3 separate regions of the Hordeum vulgare genome follow, and all the other regions are linked to region 2. Evidence: chromatin contacts called from public Hi-C data. All regions are on one chromosome and are shown on one strand. The core of a region is the stretch at or near the end of the contact, and the rest is flanking DNA. Distances in the headings are between cores, read along the strand shown. Region 1 holds the start of LOC123401011 (ethylene-responsive transcription factor-like protein At4g13040). Region 2 holds the start of LOC123401839 (monosaccharide-sensing protein 2-like). Region 3 holds the start of LOC123401384.

Evidence for each region. Hi-C and Micro-C count contacts between places; a contact is called where the count stands out from the background.
Region 1: a contact with region 2 is called in a Hi-C map of leaf, with 7 times the contacts expected there. The contact joins the promoter of LOC123401011 here to the promoter of LOC123401839 in region 2. A contact is called at or near these places in 5 of 6 Hi-C or Micro-C datasets (leaf, seedling and an unstated tissue) and 1 of 1 datasets of contacts at active chromatin or transcription factors (embryo).
Region 3: a Hi-C map of leaf shows a contact between it and region 2, with 4 times the contacts expected there. The contact joins the promoter of LOC123401384 here to the promoter of LOC123401839 in region 2. A contact is called at or near these places in 3 of 6 Hi-C or Micro-C datasets (leaf and seedling) and 1 of 1 datasets of contacts at active chromatin or transcription factors (embryo).

Annotation. Positions count from the first base shown.
Region 1 is chr6H:231,522,017-231,524,923 of MorexV3_pseudomolecules_assembly, reverse strand. It overlaps LOC123401011 (ethylene-responsive transcription factor-like protein At4g13040), which reads right to left and starts at 1,572. Exons shown (of 7, transcript XM_045094728.1): 1 at 1,420-1,572.
Region 2 is chr6H:230,959,871-230,962,853 of MorexV3_pseudomolecules_assembly, reverse strand. It overlaps LOC123401839 (monosaccharide-sensing protein 2-like), which reads right to left and starts at 1,588. Exons shown (of 6, transcript XM_045095693.1): 1 at 1,372-1,588; 2 at 1,184-1,291; 3 at 278-844. The coding sequence starts at 1,262. LOC123405331 reads left to right here and starts at 1,836. Exons shown (of 3, transcript XM_045099060.1): 1 at 1,836-1,911; 2 at 2,535-2,821. The coding sequence starts at 1,836.
Region 3 is chr6H:230,380,152-230,383,286 of MorexV3_pseudomolecules_assembly, reverse strand. LOC123401384 reads left to right here and starts at 1,595. Exons shown (of 6, transcript XM_045095172.1): 1 at 1,595-2,350; 2 at 2,455-2,831; 3 at 2,922-3,135. The coding sequence starts at 2,521.

The sequences.
Region 1 (2,907 bases), core at 323-2,822, 560 kb before region 2:
GACTTGACGCCGGGCCTCCGCCGCGATTTGGGCACAGCGCGCTGCCGTGAGGCTCCTGTACCACATAGAAAAGACCAAGCCATGGCGACGATGGACGGGTGGTTGGACGGTGGGAGAAGGGCTCGAAGGGGTAGGGTTTTGGGCCATGGCAGGATGGCTTAAATAGCCGAGGCAGGCAGAGTGCCGGGTTGAATGCGCAGTGCCTGAGTAGGCTTCTCGGGCTCATCCCTGTGAATGCCGGGTAGGCGGACGGCCTGTCAGCCGGCATGAATGCGGGCAGCCGGACGGTCATGTCTGCTCTGAATGCGCGGGTGGTTCTCAAGACGACGCGGAGAAGGGGGGGGTGGGGGGCGGGCATCGGAATCCGACGTGGCAGATGTTGGGACTCGCCAAAACTTCCCCCGGTTTGGTGCCGTTCTGCAGTATTTCAGACGTCCAGACCAGTCCCGGCAAATTTGGTGACCACTCATTGGATGGACACCCAAAAGTGTCCAGACCATCTGATCGGACATTTGGGAGAGATTTGGTGATCCGCGTTGGAGTTGCCCTAAGGTGTTGTACTAGTCATTGCTACCACTCTCTCCGTTCCTAAATATAAGACCTTTTAGAGATTCCACTATGGCATACGGAGCAAAATGAGTGAATGTATACTCTAAAATAAATCTATATACATCCGTAACTAGTCCATTTTGAAATCTCTAGAAGGTCTTATATTTAGGAACAGAGGGAGTAGTTACCACAACTGACCAAACACACTAGACTCCAGGGCCTACAGAATCCTGCTACACATCGGACATTTCAGAATTATATAATTTCCTAACGGTGAAGTCTAAAAAAGTCATCACATATAGCCAGCCTGCAATGCAACTCCAAATACAGGTTCGGTTACAGATAATTACAGAATCTACCGTCAAATCAAGAACAGACAACACTTGCCAATCAAAACAATGTTTTAGTCACAATTATCATAATACCAATCGATGTAATTCTACCAAATCTTCATGCCACGATTCCCGATTACATCCAGTGCCATGAACCGAACGGAGAAAACATCATAAATAAATAAATCGCAAACACAGGACGCGAGAAGCCTCGCCCAACCACCCAACAACCCAATCGACAAATCCAAAGAACCCCTCAAGGACACAAGAATTTTCTACAAGTCTGCCCCCACCAGTCCCCAACCACCGCCACCTTCCAATCCAAACGCAGAAGAACTCAACCAGAAAGAACTCACAAGATAAGACTGTGGAGCAAGCAAACAAGCATCGTCACAGCCAAGAACAGGCGCGGAATTCACGGAAACAAGAAAGGCAGCCAATACTACATACGAGTCCTGTAATTCAATAACCATGACGGCGACCAGAACCAATGCGGCGCGACGTCCAATAGGGGCTGGCAAGAACGGCGAGTACGTACCGGCGGCTTCGCCCGGCCGGCGGCGGCAGTAGGAAAAGGCGGCCCAAGGCCAAGGCGGCAGCGGCAGCGGCCGCGAGACGAGGGGAGAGGAAAAGTTGGTAGGAGAAGTTGGCGAGGGATACAAAGAGGGTGGCTCACATCTACCACCTTTGTTTCTCTCTCCTTCGCTGCGACGACTCTTATCTCGCTTCCTCTCCTCCCGTTAATTACTTGTGTTTTCTCGGGGCATTTTCTCTCTGTATTATTTTGCGATGAGGATCGGCTGACGCATCGCCTTAGCGGTGGTGGCTTCGGTTCGTCGTATGACGGTATGAGGGCTTTCTCTAAAAAATGCACCAGGGATGCTAACCGAGACGAACACAAAGTTTTTTTTTAAGGACACAATATTTTAAGATTTACAAAACCATCATACACGTCTCATAAATGATGGAAGCTACGCGTTATTCATCAAATTTCAAAACCTAAAAAAGAAGCAGGGATCAATAACATATTTTTAATATTACTAGTTTTAACGATAATTCGTGTCTCATTCATATAATAAAGATTAAAGTATGATGGTTATTTGATAGAAAACGCGGCAGCAGGACAATCTCAAGGCCCATGAAAATAGACGAAGACCTAACCACATGAGGGGTCCTCGGAGCTCGGATAGGCGGCAGGAATTCCTCTTGGCGAGCAAGCCAAGATGGTGGCGAGTTGGATCATATCGATCTCTGGTGAAACCCTAACCCCCATCATCATCTATATAAGGTGGGGGCTAGGGGTAGCTATTCTTAATCTATAGTCATCGAACTGTAATCTCGATAGCCTCTGATACGTCTACAACGTATTTATAATATTAAATTATTAAATGCTATTATATTATTATTTTGCATATTTTATATATCATTTTATATTATTTTTATAGACTAAGATATTAATTTAGTATCCGGTATGAGTTCCTATTTTGTGTGTGTTTGATGGTTCGCAAAAAAATCATACCTACCGAAGTCCAAACATGATGAAACCTTTTGATGAATTTTTCTGGAACATAAGAGATCTTAGAAGGTTTGAGGAAGGATAATAAAACTCATGAGGAGCCCACTAGCCACGTTGGCGCGTCCTAGGGGGCGTCCCGCCTCCTAGGCTTATGGACCCTCGTGGCTCTGGTTGCACTAATTCTCACCCTATAAATTCCACAATATTTCGAAACCCCGAGAGCGAAATCCGAAAAAAATTATCGCTGTCGCAAGCCTCTGTTCCGCCGCGATCTCATCTCAAGCCTTTTTCGGTATTATGTCTGAGGGGAAATCATTGGGGAGGCCATCTTCATCAACTTTGTTGCCTCCATGATGATGTGTGAGTACTTCCTACAGGATCTACGGGTCCATAACAGTAGCTAGATGACTTTCTCTCTCTGTTGATCTTCAATACAATAATCTTTTCTAAGATTTATGGATGTAATCTTTTGCAATGTGTTTGTTGGGATCAGATGAATTATGGGTTTAT
Region 2 (2,983 bases), core at 339-2,838:
GCTATGTGGTGTGCAAAGTACCAGCATGGATTTAATATTAACAAGAATGAAAACTTCTTACTCTTTGGTCACATTTATGATCAAGGACAAACATATTGTACAAATAAAACAAAATATTTTGTTAAAAGACTTGTGCAACTCAAATATAGTAACAATTAACACTAGTGCATATCACTTAAGTAACTAATTGCAATCCACTATCAGGGATGAATTTAAAGAAGGGGTCTGTAGCAAACCAGGTGAAATGAATCTGGGGTTTTCAGTGAAAAAAACAGACCTGAGACATCCTCCCTTCCCCGTAATCTTTGCAGCACCTTCTTGGCCTCTGCCATTCGGCCCTTGCTGACAAGCCATCTCGGAGATTCTGGCAGGTAAAATACTGTCAAGCCGAAGAAAAACAATGAAGGAACGGAGAGAACACCAAGCATAATTCTCCAATCAGGTGATGGCAAGAGTGACATCCCGAACACCATGCAGTATGACAAGAACATCCCTCCTGACCCGCTGAACTGTGGAAGCGTGTTGAGCCGTCCCCTGATCTCCGAGGGAGCCGTCTCTGAGATGTACAAAGGCACCAGCGTGACAGCCAAGCCGATACCGAAGCCATCGACAAGGCGTGCCAGAAGCAGTACATAGACATTGGGTGACCATAGCATGATTAGGCCGCTGAGGAAGTAGAGAATTGAAGAGAGAATCAGCATAGGGCGCCGGCCAACCCAGTCTGATACCGGTCCGGAGAACGTGGTGATGATGGTTGCGCCGATGAGCGACATGGCCACGATGAGCCCCTCCACGGTCGGATCATTTTCGAGTTGGAATTCCTTCTTGATGTACAGGACAGCACCTGGAGACAAAAAGCGTGCTCTGTTAATCTGTGTCTCGAGTAAAAGTAAAGGACGGCAAGTTTACAGATGAGGGATAATCAAGGAAGTGTTCAAAATCGAAACTTGTCTTGACAATTATTATTATCTTCGTTGGTACGGTGCTGCTTTTAGGGTCCAAGTAAAAATAAGGCAGTTTGCTCAAGGGAAATTACTCCCGTCTTTTGTTCCAAAAAGACTAGCAGTAGCACTGAACAGCATCTGGTCTATAAACTCTAAAGGAAGCTCCCAAAACTACTAGAACCCCCAAATTCACCGGAGCGATCTAACAAAGTAGTAAAACAAATCTGGCTAGAGCATACCAGCAATTGTGGCATTGTCCCACCCCTGCAGCAGATTGCCGATGGAAGCCGCAATCGCGACCAGTGCGGCGCCCGACATCTTCTTCTCTCCACCGAGGATCCCCGCAGCTGCTAGCGCGGAAACCAGCTCAAGATAAACGAACCAGCCACCACAAGCTGGGATTATTTAGATGAAAAATCTCGCCTACCTCTCGAGAACACCAACCAAGAAGAGGAGATGAAGATGGAGAAGCCCAAAAAGCGGCAGTCCCCTGGTGGCTGGTGCGGTAGATCAGAACCGAGCAAAGCCGCCTCAAATAGGAGCCAAGAGATACCCCTCCTTCACTGCCCTGGCTGCCACCGGAAAAGAAGAAGACAAGGCCAGCTTCCCCCGCCAGAGTCACGACAAAAGGCTGATGCCCGCTTGGAATCGGTGTAATTTTGTACACAGGTATTTATTTTACAGCTATATATATATCTATTTATCTCTTCTTAATAATAAAGTGGCTTGACGTTTTTTCAAAACAATTCCTCTGTTTATCACAATTCAACCCGCAGTCCTCCAATTAGTGGGAAAAACATTTAGCTTTTACAAATTCACCCCTTCCTACGGCGTCTTCTTATCCATAGACGAGAGGCGACGGCTGCACGGAGCGTCCAAGGGACGCGGGAAATGGCTAGAGGAGTCGCTATGCTCGCGGGAGGCTCGGCGCTGCGCTCGCGGAGGCAGGCGCGGCTGGCTGTAAGGAGTACGCGCCACCATCAGCTGTTCGCCGCCGTTCGCGTTCGTCGGCCATCCGCGTTCGCTGCCCCTGTTCGTCGCAGGCGGATGGATTCCGTTGGAGCGAGCTTTTGGTAAGGATGCGATAGCTTGCCCCTCTCCACGGATTTGTTTTTTTCCTGCGTCGTTTCTTTTCTCTGTTAACCAGATCTCGTTCTTCTATTTTGCGGGTGTCTAACCAGATCTCGTTACGTCGTCGATCGTTTTTCCTTGTGCTATAATTATTTTGACAACTCTTCACTACCCACACTAATTTAGTAGTAGTACCACTACTTCTAACGGCAGCCAGTAAAAGTCGGAAATTAATTGGGTTGACCTTGCCGTTCGTTTCAAATCGAAATATGACTGTCCAAAGGTGCCATGTGTTTTGGTCTTTATTTATCTCAGCTAATAAGTACTTCTGACAGCAGCAAGTTCACTATTCAAGCATAAAATTAGGTTACCTCGGATCCAAATCTTTTCAAATTTATGCAGAGAGTATGCATCAAGGTTCACAATACTAAGGTTCACCCAGATTATCTTATCCATGTGCGTTGATCTCAATGCAGATCATCTTGCTGTATTTTACAATCGCCGGTTAATTGGCCGCAGCTGTCATCTGGATGACAGACCTGATGATGATGGATAGCAGCAAAAGGAAGAGTGGCGAGGCTGCCACCATCATAGCAGATCGGGTGTGCCCAAGCAACAACAACAAGAGGAAGAAGGCCCTTCTACTATCTTTTTGTACATTGTTGCTTCCTGATGAAATGATGTTGGAGGTGCTACTTCGGTTCCATGTCAAATTCATTCTCCGCTTCTGGTCCATCTACCGCGCTTGGGCTGCTCTTTTGTCCTCCAAGGATTTCTGGAGCCTCCACATGGAGATCTCCAAGCTGGTGAGACCTTGAGACCAGCACCAAAGCTACTCACGCTCAGGGCCGGTCCTGGCGTATGGCCGGAGAGGCGGCCGCCTAGGGTCCCGGTTTGGGAGGGGGCCATGATCGGGGTATATGCAGACATAATTTGTTTTTTTGTCCAGCGTGCAACAACGGCTCTTG
Region 3 (3,135 bases), core at 346-2,845, 580 kb after region 2:
GTTAACCATATCAATCCTTTCACGAGGCACATCCATCTTCCTCCAATGGTCTTTAAACCAAGGTTATGGAGACCAAGCTCTGATACCAACTGTTGGATCGATAGAATAGGTGTCTAGAGGGGGGGGGTGAATATACTACTTGCATAGATTAAAATCCTAGTCTTTTCTCAGTTTTAATGGTTGGCAGATTTTAACAATTCTAACAAGTCTAGTGCACCCTATACATGCTAGTCAACAAATATAGAAGCGGAAAGTAAAGACTTTGCACATGTAAGTAAGGAGTAGAGTTTAGGAAGATCAACCGCAAAGATAGACACGACAATTTTTGGCGTGGTTCCGATAGGTGGTGTTATCGTACGTCCACGTTAGTGAAGACTTCAACCCACAGAGTGTAATGGCTGTGAGAGTCCACAGAGGGTTCCACCCACAAAGGGTCCATGAAGAAGCGGCCTTGTCTATTCCACCATGGCTTACGTCCATACATGACTAGCCTCACTCACGGTAGATATTCATGAAGTATGCGATCTCCTTGCCCGTACAAACTTCTTGGTTCAACTCCACAACACGAAGTAGGAGGCTCCCAAGCGACACCTAACCAATCTAGGAGGCACCACCCTCCAAAAGGTAATAGATGTGGTAGAGCGATCAACTCCTTGCTCTTGTGCTTCAAAAGATAGTCTCCTCAACACTCAAACACTCTCTCACAGATTTGGCATGGGTAGGAGAGATTGATTATGGAAAGCAACTTGGGGAGGCTAGAGATCAAGGTTCAAATGGTTGGATTGGATTCTCTTGATCTCAACACATGAGTAGGTGGCTCTCTGTTAGAAAAATGGATATCGCAAGTGTAAGTGTGTTATGAGTGCTTCCTCTGCGAATGAGAGGAGGTGGAGGGGTATATATAGGCATCCCCAAAATCCAACTGTTACAACATTATTGCCCAACTCGGTGACACCGAAATGAATCTCGATGGTACCGAGTTGCATTAAATGTGGAAACTTTTGAATTTTTGGTGATACCAACATATAAATCTCGGTGGTACCAATAGGATGCCCTAGAGCAGTTTCCAAATCTCGGTGAGACCGAATCCAATCTCGAAAATTTCGATTCTTGTAATTAGCTCAATAGAAAGTTGGTCACTGATCTCGGTGGCACCGATATGAAACTTGGTGGCACCGATATGAAAGTTGGTGGTACCGAGATGGTAAGATTTGACAGCGGATCTGTGTGACGGGAAATCGGTAGGGCCGAGTGGAAAAAGTTGGTGGCACCAATTTTGCTGGTTTAGCTTTGGACAGAGATATTTTGTGGGAGAATGAGTGAATTTTAGTGGTGGCTATCTCTAAACACTTGAGCAACCAATTCATCATAATACCTCATCCCTTTTTAACAGTATTGGCTTTCCTATGGACTCAAAAGTGATTTCTCACAAATGTAAAATGTAGAGTCTTCTTGCTTGAAGTTTGAGCCAATCCTATTCTTTTCCTTGCATCAAGGGGATTCTCCTCACAATCCTTTGGTCAATATTTTTGTAGACTATACATGAAATATACTAGGTAAAAATATTATTTCAAAAGACAATGTATGTTGTCATGAATTATCGAAAACCACAAACGGATCATATGTGCTTTCAAATTACAAGAATGGATCGAGATCTCCGAAAGGGAAAAAGGGGAAAGGTAGGAGACATTAGTGGTTGAGGAAAAACCGTGTCATTCTTTTCGTTGATCCTCTGGATGACTCCTTCCCCTATGCGCTTTCTGGTTAAGCGGTACGAGATGAGACGTTGGCGACAGTGGCCCACTCCGGCCCCAGGTACCTCCTGCTGACTTGGTTGCGCGTCGCGCTATCGTGGCAAATGGTGTGTCTTCTCCTTGAACGGCCACATAACTTGTGTTGATGTAACTGCTTTGCCCTTAAAAAAAACAATGCCGTGTGCAACCACAAGTGACTATCGAGTAGCCCCACAAGCTCCGGGGCCATCTGTCATGGCTATACCAAAGAAGCCAAACGGAAAACCTCGCGCACAACTGTCAGCAGATAGAGCCATCAAATCCACGCGCGCATTCACGCCCGCATCCGAAACTATTACAGTCCGACCAACCAAAAGCAGCACCCATTAATCTACTCCTTTTCCGCTTTCCCATTAAAATCGACGAATTCTTCGCCGTAGAAATCAGATTCGCGAACGGAAACAGCAGCACCGGAGTATAATTCTTGCAATTTGTTGTGGTTTCTTCCCTCTTGGCTTCGATCATACGAGTTGATATAAACAAGAACTGTATTAGTGCTGTCCCCAAATCCGTGGATTCCGAGTCCGATGGCTCGATCGACATTTTAATTCCGATTTGTAAGTTTGCTCAACACTTTTACCTAGGGTTTCCGATTCCTCGCCTCAAGGGAATTTACAGAATCGTAATCTTTGTCCTTTTTTCTTCTTCCTCTTCGCTTCAGATTTTTGGTGAATTGTCGTGGATTCCGCGGCCGCGGTGCAAGGTGTCAAAGGTGTGAACAGTCGCTATGCAGTACCACCACCGCAGCCGCCTGCCGCCGCCTCCTCCACCGCCGTTTGGCCGAGGCAGTGGCGCCGTGTACCCTGGCGGCCACAAGCAGCTGTACGCTCCTCAAATTCCTCCTCGCCCCCCGCTTCTCGCGCCGCCGCATCGCAGATACGAGGTGCTCATGGAGGCCGGCCGCCTCGCGGCCGAGTACCTGGTATCCACGGGCGTGCTCCCGCCGTCCTCCCTACAACGCGGCGGCGGTGACCCGTGGACTGTTCCTCCCCTGCCTCAACCGCGGCAGCAATCCCCCGCATTCTATGACTGGAGGAGGTACGATGATGTATATAGCAATAACCCTGGCACCCGTCCTAGCTGGAACAGTAACATTACTGGTTGTTGTACTAATAGAGATGATTACAGCAATGGTGGTAGCTACAATGGGAGATGGAAGAGGAAGTATGAGGAGTACAGAGTGGGGTATCCGGGTCGTGGAAGGGAGAGGGAGAAGGAAAGAGGAAGGTCGAATTCGAATGGTCAACACTACGAGGAAGATAAGGACGAGGATGGTGCTCCTGGATTTCAGAGGGATAGGCGGTCCAATGGGGAGAATGATGAGTCTAGGAGATGTGCGACG